2 separate regions of the Gossypium arboreum genome follow, and region 2 is linked to region 1. A link is a contact called in public Hi-C data. All regions are on one chromosome and are shown on one strand. The core of a region is the stretch at or near the end of the contact, and the rest is flanking DNA. Distances in the headings are between cores, read along the strand shown.

The links. Hi-C and Micro-C count contacts between places; a contact is called where the count stands out from the background.
Region 2: a Hi-C map of leaf shows a contact between it and region 1, with 2.7 times the contacts expected there. The contact joins the promoter of LOC108486249 here to the promoter of LOC108486345 in region 1. A contact is called at or near these places in 2 of 5 Hi-C or Micro-C datasets (both in leaf).

Annotation. Positions count from the first base shown.
Region 1 is chr6:87,593,913-87,599,204 of ASM2569848v2, forward strand. It overlaps LOC108486345 (protein RRC1-like), which reads left to right and starts at 3,868. Exons shown (of 18, transcript XM_053029539.1): 1 at 3,868-3,950; 2 at 4,144-4,164; 3 at 4,333-4,407; 4 at 4,534-4,669; 5 at 4,855-4,900. The coding sequence starts at 4,333.
Region 2 is chr6:88,116,321-88,121,733 of ASM2569848v2, forward strand. LOC108486249 (tubulin alpha-3 chain) reads left to right here and starts at 2,233. Exons shown (of 6, transcript XM_053029556.1): 1 at 2,233-2,373; 2 at 2,515-2,646; 3 at 2,820-3,034; 4 at 3,121-3,320; 5 at 3,773-4,281; 6 at 4,662-5,280. The coding sequence starts at 2,534. The coding sequence ends at 4,974.

The sequences.
Region 1 (5,292 bases), core at 2,618-5,117:
ACATACTTCAATGGTTGAGCAATAGAAGAATTACACTCCTACTAGGACTCTACCAGAGAATTTAATTTCAGATTAACTATTTCAAAAATAATATTATTTTAATAGATTTAATATTAAATTAAATTTAATGTTTATCTTGTAGATAAATATTTTATTACTTTAATATTAAAGTGATTAATTTTTATCATAGTTGAATTCTCAAAACTCTCTCTATATAAAAAGAGCCTTGGGTCATTATTTTACATACACTTGAATTCAAGAGAAAGTTGTAGAGAGAAATTTCTTTGAAAAATTATTTCAAAAAATTTCTAGAGTTATTTTTCTTATTTACAAATTTGCCCAAAAGTTTAGAGAAATTGTGAAATTACCCCACTGGTAATTTTTGGGAAAAATTTTCTGATTCGAAGAGAGCCCACAGTTAGCAGACGTGAGCTTGAGGATAGCAGAGAAGACTACTCGATCGAAGCATTCATCCTAGACGAATCGAAATGGTACAATTTTGATTAAGTGTTTATTACTTTAGATATCACAACCAAGTTCTTGTTTTGAAATTTTTTTGAAACTTTAGTTTTTCTTTAAATTTATTTTCTGTTGTGTTTTGCAAACCCGATTTTCCAACATCTCAGAGCACTATCGCATCACTGGTGATTCAAAAATACCTTAAACTAGCACACTCTCTACCTCAAATAGAAATAAATATTTCCAATGAAAAATTTAAACACTGAAGTGGGAAGAAAATTGAGAGCGAGTAATTTTGTAAAGGGGAGGGGTGGTGGCTGAGAGAGAAGATGGAGTAGGGGGAGAGCCGCCTCTTATAGGCTGGGAGGTGAGCCTAAAGTAAAAAAAATAATGAGCATTAAAAACGCGTCATCTGAGATGTGTTTTCATCGAATAATAACTTCAGTGGTGCTTGTAAACTTACTCGATTTTCCCAGGTGCATGGCATCTTCACAGGCTTTGGACAAATGGCGGAGAGAAAGTGCACCCAGTTGGACACATTTTCTATTGAAATGTTAGGGAAAACGCATCCAGTTGGACGCGCTTTACCTAACATGTTAGCAGAAAATGAGTCCAGCTGGGCGTGCTTTCCTTGACATGTCAACAGAAAATACGTTCAGTTGGACGTATTTTCTCTCGTCTATTTGTCCAAAGCCTGCAAAGATGCGCTACGCCTGGGTATCTTGGGTAAGTTTTCAAGCATGCCTCGAGCATAAATTATTATTCGATGAAAACCGTATTAAAAGACGCATTTTTAACATATCCCTCCCTCCTTGTTCTTTTTTACTATTAAACTACCAAAGTATTCACTATTGATACACCAACAAATTTAATTTTTTGAAAAGTTGCATTGCAAGTTTCATTCTCATTTCTTTAAATAACCATTTGAAGATTGTTTTATTTTAAATATTTAATTCATTTTAAATTGAGAACCTGATTATCATAATTAGAGTCGATGACGAACCCGTCGTGCTACATACTTTGGACCTAGGATTCTGGGGCGATCGTCGTGGCCTCTTAGGAAAAATTTGCCTACTCCTTGCCTCCACCAACTATAGATATGGCTTCCCATGGTGTTTAAACGATGGCATGTATTCCATAGAGGTCGCCATTTTTGGTGCGAAAAAGTTTCGCGCATAGGTATGAAATCGTTCCTACGATCCCAAATGTTGATATATTCCTTGTGGAATTCCTGCCAATTTTCGTCGGTTTTCCCCTACAAATCAAGCTTGTATAGTGCTTCAATGTCCTATGGTGGTGGAAGAATATTTTGATTCCACCCGAACTGTTGCATCACTCAATCAGATTCGTGCATCTCCATCGTCATGTAAACTACCAATGACACCTTCGTGTCCCACATACTCTGATTGGTCAAATTTTCTGGCAAGATCAATTGTACGATTTTCGGGTCAGTGTATGACATCCATTCAAATTGTCGTACACAATTATAAATTTTGTTATCTACAAAATATTAAATTCCAAATCATTATGTAATTATTATATGTTTGAAAACTTCAATAACTAATCTCGGCTTCTGAGTGTTGATCTAACAGTAGCCGAATATCTTTAAGCTGCTTTGGTAGTCCAACATAACTAAGCCCAAAGTTTCACCTACTCAAACAATATGTTAATTCAAACATATAATAAATAAACAACATTTACTATGGTAACTAAATTATTATCAAATAAATTTTATCTTGTCACTAGTGAGAATGTATAAACGGCGTCCGTAAAAATGTAGTCGCCACCATGCCTATGATTGCAACAGGAGCAAGAAACCACCGATTGACATCTTATCAGCTTTTGTTGCCTGACAGAACTCCCAGTACAATGTGGCCAACACGACTTATCCCTAATTGAGTTGACCGCATTATTTGAAGTTGACTAGATGTAGTAGCCACCTTATGTGTACCAAATATCGAGATTTGTCGAGCATCAGAATGCCATTAATTAACCTTAGGTTGAATGCTCAAGCATATTATTTTTTTCGAGGGTTGTCATGTATTCATAAAGTTCATCGAAATTATCTTCCAACTATTTAATCTTTATTCGACCACCTTAAAACTTGTACGGTACCTTCCCTAAAAATGCGTTGTAAATGTCCCCCTTACCAGGAACGATCACTGGCCCCATAAGAACTCCCCTATCCACCGGTAAACCCAATTGTACGTCCTCTAGTGTGATCGTACACTCACTGCACGAAAGATGAAATATGTGTCTTGGGTCTTTATCTTTCCACCAACGCGTTGATAAGTATGGGGTCCAATTTATAACCTCTGAGTACACGAGACACATGTAAGAATCATGCGCCTTGCAAATGAAGACGAATTGCATTAAGTGCGCTCTTTGATAAATTGTGTATGAACCTCTCCAAAACCCAATCAGTCGCCTATATATATCAACAAAATAATTTAAAAAATTTAAAAAATTAAAACTTTAAAATTAATTTAATAAAAAAAAATCCTTACCATTGCTAATCTCACAGCGAAACTATGTTAATCGTCGAAACGAATAAGAGAACTTGCCATTCGTGAAAATTTAATTATGAAATAGTAAACTAAAATTAGATTATTTTTATAAATATTTATTAGAAAATTTGAAATTAATATTGAGAGAATAGAGAGAATGAAGAGAATTAGATTTGAGTGAAAAGAGTGGAAAATGACTTAGGCTCATATAAGAAAAAAAGTTACCAATTAGATTTGAGTGAAAAGAGTGGAAAATGACTTAGACTTATATAAGGAAAAAAGTTACCATTGGGCAAATTATAATTTTACCATTGGTCGAATTTGTAATTTGACTGTTGGGAATTTACCATTGGAGGAAAGCGCGTCCAGTTGGGCGCGCTTTCTTGCCAACTCAGAGGAAAACGCATCTAACTAGGCTCACTTTCCTGCAACTTTGCAGAAAATGCTTCCAGCTAGACAAGTTTTCATGTACTCTCTCTAAAATTGACCTATTTCCTTAATTTAATAAAAAAAAGCCTATTTTGCCAATTATTTTTGACATATATGCCTCATTTAGCCTAATTATATAATTTTAAATTCTAAAAAATATTAATTATTTTTATAATTAATAATACTTGAGACGAAAATCTCTAAACAAGTAACAAAACCTAAAATCAAATTATTGTATATAATAAGTTGGTCCAAAAGTATTAGACAATACGGATATTAATAAAATTAATAAGAAACACAAGCATCATATGTAATTTTACCTAATTAATTTAACATTTTATATACTCTCCTAGAACTAAATTATTATTCTTTTATACTATTATATAAAAATATAAAAATAAAACTTAAAACTTAAATAATGTGCAAAGATACTTAAAGAATGATAAAATATTGAATTTGAGTATAATTAACCGTGATAAATTGTTAATATCTTGTTGAAAAATATAACGCTCACAATTCAGCGGTGCAAGGTAATTGTCATTAGTTGCTCTTGTGGTGAGTAAATTACTTGGTCACCTTTTTATTAATTCAGGGGGCTAAATAATAGAAGAGACAATTTCTTTCTTTCTTTTCTTTAATGAAGTAAATAAATCACTATACTAAAGGGTTCTATATTCTATCTGTTTCCCCCTATTTTGGCTACGTTTCTTTTTGGCCCGAACCTAACAATCCATCCCTTCTATCGCAGAAAACCTTGGATCTGGCTCAGGTATGGTTTCACGCCCTCTTCTCTATACTCCACGCTTGGAGGTGGTGTAATTTGTTTGGGTTTACTCTATGTTAAGGATTCGATCAATTTGGGGGGGGGGGGATTTAAGATAATTATTTTTGAGGTTGAATGATTAGGGTTTTGTATGCCTGATTAAATAATTTGAAGATGAGTCCATTTTCAATCACGCGTAAGAAAACGCCTTTCCAGAAGCACAGAGAAGAGGAAGAAGCCAAGAAGAAGGTACAATTGCCTCTCTTAGTTACAGAGCTCAAAAAAATTAATTAATTTTGGTTCTTGCTAGAATTTGCAGCTTCTGGAGCCAAATAATTGACTTCAATTTCTGGCTTTTCTTTTTGGTTTTATTAGAGGGCAGAGGACGAAACTGCTCGATTATACGAGGAGTTTGTGGCATCGTTTCAAGGAGATAATACCCCTGGATCGAAGGCATTTGTTCGAGGTGGAACAATCAATCCCAACGAGAGGTTGAAATCCGATTCTGAAGGTTAGTTTGATCCCGAGACTCAACTTTTGTGTTTCAAGCAGCAATTTTTTTAATAATTTTGTCTTAGTTTTTTAGGTGTCGATGTTTTTGTTTTGCACTATGGATTAGTAGAATAATTTTTCTATTGTATCACGAGGACACATTAATAAAAATATGGGCCTTTTTTATTCATTCGCGGATGGCAGGTGAAAAGTCCAAAGATGGGATGTCTGTTCCAAAGAAGGGAAGTAGGTAATAATAATTGCTTTTGATTAACCGCGCTGCATTGTTAATGCTCTTTGGTGAGGCATCATGGATGGAAAAGCTGTGTGGTGACAATAGTGCTGTTTTCATTCTAGCCTTGTATTTTTAAGGGCTTCTTCTATAATATCGTGAAAAAGAATTTCATATAGCGGTGTTCCAACTTGCGTACCATTTACTTTAAAAGGATTCAATTAGTGGGGGGAGGGGGCTTTTCTAGTTTCGAAAAGAAATACTTGTTGTTTATAGTTTTCTGAATTTCAATTCTTAATTGCCACTCCATTGTGGAAGTTTTACCTTTTATGGCTTATTTATAAGTCCTAATCTGCTTTATGAAAGAAAACTACTCCGAAGTTAATGATACTTTGCTGTTGATAACATCT
Region 2 (5,413 bases), core at 983-3,482, 520 kb after region 1:
ATTAACAAAAGAATAAGGGTTCATAATAAGAGTAGTTGGTATAGATTACACTTTCCTAAACCCTAAGTTTGACAACCCTAGGAAGTTATCATAGGGGAGACAATATCAGGAGATAAACCAATTTGAGTAAATCATGGTTTATCCTTATGGAGAAAGTGAGGTCAGGAGATAAGCGAGTATCCGTTGATTAATTAATTAGTAGAGGTAGGGAGGCAATACTAGTTAATTAATAGCTAATTCATATTAGAACATGAATTCTGAGATTAATTAATCTTTTGTTTATTAATTAATGATTTAATTGATCATAGGCTAGAGGCTCGCATTGTTGACACTAGGAATATGAAATTCCATTAGGTTAGTTTAGGTTATTTAATTTAAATAGTTTAATTAAAATCTCAATTTGGATTAACACTACTAATTTGTGACTCAACTAGATTAGTAATTATTTTCTATAATTAATTTAATATTAATTTATCAAATCTGCAATCCATTGGGTACGATTCTCGGAATACTTACTAGTGTTTCGTTGTAAACTTTACTATATTACAATTTGACTCGTATGCTTGTGGACAACGCTATTCTAATTTTATAAATTTTTAGTGTGTTATTTTTACTATAAACAGTAACACGTTTATAGGCGGTCACTTACTTATTAAAATGCTAAGTTAATTGACATGGACATATGCTAGAAAAACTTAATATTTTAATAAATGTGATTCCTTAGACGATGGTTGGAAAGGTAATCTTAAGGTCGGACTAGACATAGAAATATGTTGACTAAAAGGTTAAGCTTAGGTCTTTGAGAGAAGCTAAGCACTCGTAAAATCAAGTTTAGTAAATTATCAATATGCCACGAAATCTCCATAACATCTCTTAGTAGTGTTAATAATTATAAGTTGGGAAAGACAATTATTCGAACACGTGCTTGCTATTGTGTTTACTCTTAAAAACTTACATTTTTAATTTTTTGTGTTCAATTTAAATTTTAATCATACGTTTAATTTAAATTTTAATCATACTTAGGTTAATCTAGTATAATTAGGAAATTCATCACACTTTAATTGATCTCATCACCAACCAATAAGGATTAATTTTGCAATTTTTTATTTGTATAAACAGTCCGTATGAAGACGACAACTGTTACTTACTTCTTTATTACTTGTGTATACTTGCACATCAATTGAATTATTTCGAGACAACATGTCATCCATGAGACAATTCACGTGTATACTACGTCGGTAAAATTAATAACAGTAACTTTTCCATTAGTTCTGGAATGATTTGGTAAAAAAAATACAAATTAAAAGAATAAAAAAATAAAAGATTAAATATAAAACTAAAATAACCTATTTTATAAAGTGGAGGGCAAAATAAATTATTACTCCCTATAAAAAAATAAGTTATTACTCCCCATACCATAAAAAATGATACATTAGTGTTAAACCAATTTAATTTAGTGCATTCCCACTTCAATTATAAAAGAAATGTCATGTGAACTAGAGGTGTGTATGGGCCAGGCCACCCGGCCTGGCTCAAAAGCCCGCTCGAAATTTGAGAGAGTTTGGGCAAAAATATAGGTCCGAAAAATAAGCTTGGGCAAAAATATTAGGCCTGTTTAAAAAACAGGTCAGGCCTCGGGTAAGGCATTTTTGGCCCGAGCCTGGCCCGACCCGACCCGAATTCACTACATGACAAAAAATCTATTTTTTTAATATTATTTCCTTATTGTTTTCTCCCTATTTGCTACTATTTTACTATTATGTTGCTACTATTTTGTTGTTATTGTTTGGATATTGTATAAAATTTATTTTATTGTTAATTTTTTATTATTTTAAACACATTTGTTAATTTTGTTATTATTTTAGAAGCATTAAGTTGCATCTATTTTAGTGTTATTTAAGTATAAATATTTTTAAAATTTATTTTCAATATGTTGAGAAATATTTATCTTGATGTTTTTAGTATTTTTAATAGTTTATATATATTTTAAAATTATATAAAAATAATATAAAAATTAACATGGGCGGGCCGAGTATAACTCGGGTTTTAACATTTTTATTCGGGTCGGGCTTGAACAAAATTTTAGGCCTATTTTTTGGGCCAGGCCAGGCCCGGGCCTAGCAAACGAGACTAAATTTTTAGCTTAGCCTAACCCGAACCTAAACCCGGCCTGGCCCAACTCATACGCACCTCTAATGTTAACTATTTATGAAAAAATTATATCATATAATTAATGAAATTAGTAAAATGTGATTGGTGTATACAATATTTTTTAGAGAATAAATTTCGAAACTTTGCATTAGCTGCCGACCTTAAATAGGGGAAATGAAAGCAGATATTTAGTATATTTGTATCTTCTCAGCCTTCAGTCTAGTTCAGTTCACTCATTATCCTTTGCATTCATAGTTCCATTCCATTTTCCCTAACAAATTTATTTAGATCTGATCAGATTTAACTCAGATCCTTTTGTATCGAGTCTTCTAAATTCCAGATCTTTACTTATTTTGACCTTAGGCAGAAAGAAAAAGAAGAGATGAGAGAGATTATTAGCGTCCACATTGGTCAAGCTGGGATTCAAGTCGGGAATTCATGCTGGGAGCTTTACTGTCTTGAACATGAAATTCATCCTGATGGAACCATGCCCAGGTTTTATTTTATTTTGTTTTTGGGATCAAAATTCCAAACTTATTTCTCTTTTAACAAAAAGTTTGGATCTAGTCATGAGATAACGGTTTCTCTGTTTTTTTTCCTCCTTTTGTTCTTTTCTTGTAATGGCATTGCTAATGTGTTTTGCTGAAGAAGCTTAACGGTGAATGCAGTGACACCTCAGTCGGTGTAGCACACGATGCTTTCAACACTTTCTTCAGCGAAACGGGTTCAGGAAAGCATGTACCGAGAGCTGTCTTTGTTGATCTGGAGCCCACTGTTATCGATGAAGTGCGGACTGGCCCTTATCGTCAACTTTTCCACCCTGAGCAGCTTATTTCTGGCAAGGAAGATGCTGCTAATAACTTTGCCAGAGGCCACTATACAAGTAACAAACATCCTTTCTCTGCACTTCGCTTCCATTTTGGTGTTGTTTGTTTGTTTCCTTACTCTGATTCCGCTTTTGTTTTGCAGTTGGAAAGGAAATTGTTGATCTCTGCCTTGATCGAGTTAGGAAGTTAGCTGATAACTGCACTGGTCTGCAAGGTTTTATGGTGTTTAACGCTGTCGGCGGTGGAACTGGTTCTGGTTTGGGATCTTTGTTGTTGGAGCGCTTGTCGGTAGATTATGGAAAGAAGTCAAAGCTTGGGTTCACCATCTATCCTTCGCCTCAGGTACTTAGCTGTTTTGGTTGCTGCTAACTCATGGAAATCACCATTTTCGGTTTGCCATTTAGCCTTTGAAACTTTTATGTGGGGTTAATTTACATTATGGTCCATGTAGATCACAAGCCTTTAATTTTATCAAATTTAACCATTAAACTTCTATTATTAATAAATTAGGTCACTTATGCTAAGTCCATAATGGAAAAGTTGGTTAATCGTGCATACCTTACCGAGCATGAAATTCCAAAGTTGGTTATGCGTGGAAAGCAAGTCATATGTGCATGCTAAGACAGCTTTTGCAGTAAAATTATTTAATGGAATTAGAATAAGTGACCTAATATGTTAGTTATAGAAGTTCAATGATACACTTTGATGAAATCAAAGGTTTGGGACTTGAATGAAAGTTGATAAACTCAATTGTGTTGGACTGTTCTTTGGGTTTTTTCTTGTTAAATTTGCAGGTCTCAACTGCAGTTGTGGAGCCTTACAATAGCGTTCTGTCCACTCATTCGCTTCTTGAACACACAGATGTGGCTGTGCTCTTGGACAATGAAGCAATTTATGACATATGCCGGAGATCCCTCGATATCGAGAGACCAACTTACACCAATTTGAACCGGTTGATTTCTCAAATCATATCGTCCTTGACAACTTCTTTAAGGTTTGATGGAGCCATTAATGTGGACATTACAGAGTTCCAAACCAATCTTGTGCCTTATCCTCGAATCCATTTCATGCTCTCTTCTTATGCGCCTGTTATCTCAGCTGAGAAAGCATACCATGAACAGTTATCAGTTCCTGAGATCACAAACGCTGTGTTCGAGCCCTCAAGCATGATGGCGAAGTGCGATCCTAGGCATGGGAAGTACATGGCATGCTGCCTGATGTATCGAGGAGATGTTGTGCCCAAGGATGTTAATGCTGCTGTTGCTACTATTAAAACAAAGAGGACTGTGCAGTTTGTTGACTGGTAAGATGGAAAGCTCTGCTTCAGTAGTTCAATGGTTACAAAAATTGGTTTTATTTATTACATTCAAAATCAATTCTGTTGAAAGTCAAGTTGTTCTGGTCCTTGTTTCCTTATCGTCTTTGAATACTTAAATAATTTAGTAACGGTATCTTGGCATCAGAATTTTGTTCTTAAAGTTTGATTTACTCAAATCTCCTATGCATGTAATGCTACACCGGCAATATACTGAGATACTTATATTTACTTCTTTAGGAGGTTCTGGATTGCTAAGGAAATAAGTAATCATATATATTGCTTATGTACTGAAGCAAATCGTGTTGAAGGTAGCCATGTCTGATGTAAATATACCTTTTTGTCTGAAATCTTGATGGGTTCTGCAGGTGCCCAACTGGTTTCAAATGCGGTATTAACTATCAGCCCCCAACTGTTGTACCTGGAGGAGATCTTGCTAAGGTGCAGCGAGCTGTTTGCATGATAAGCAATAATACAGCAGTGGCTGAGGTGTTTGCACGCATTGACCACAAGTTTGATCTCATGTACTCAAAGAGAGCTTTTGTGCATTGGTATGTTGGCGAGGGCATGGAAGAAGGCGAATTCTCAGAAGCCCGTGAGGATCTGGCTGCTCTTGAGAAGGATTATGAAGAAGTTGGTGCTGAAGGTGGAGATGATGAAGAGGAAGGTGAAGAATATTGATGTGCTTATGCAAAATCATCTATTTTGAAGATCGGTTCCCAGGGTATGCCCACCCTCTTTTCCTATATCCTTCCTATCGTTCTTTATATGTGTGAGGTTTGTGAAATTATGCATGTAATAAGCCTAGGATCTTTTCATGCTATTAATGGAATAAATTTAGAGTTGTGTTTGCATGTCATTTTTGTTAGAAATGCTTGTCTTTTACTTTTGAAAGATGCTTCATAAGAACATGAATAGCCTAATAAGCTATCCTATTTTTCATGTTTAGAACTGTCATATCTATGGGTGTTGAAAGATTGTCTAAAACCTTTTTATGCTGTCAATGGAGTGATATTTTAGATTCTGTTGCGTGTTATTTTTGTTAGAAATACTTTTATGTCTGAAAGATCAAAGATGCTTTTGGGCCAATACGAAGAAATATACTCTTGGCCCCAAAATA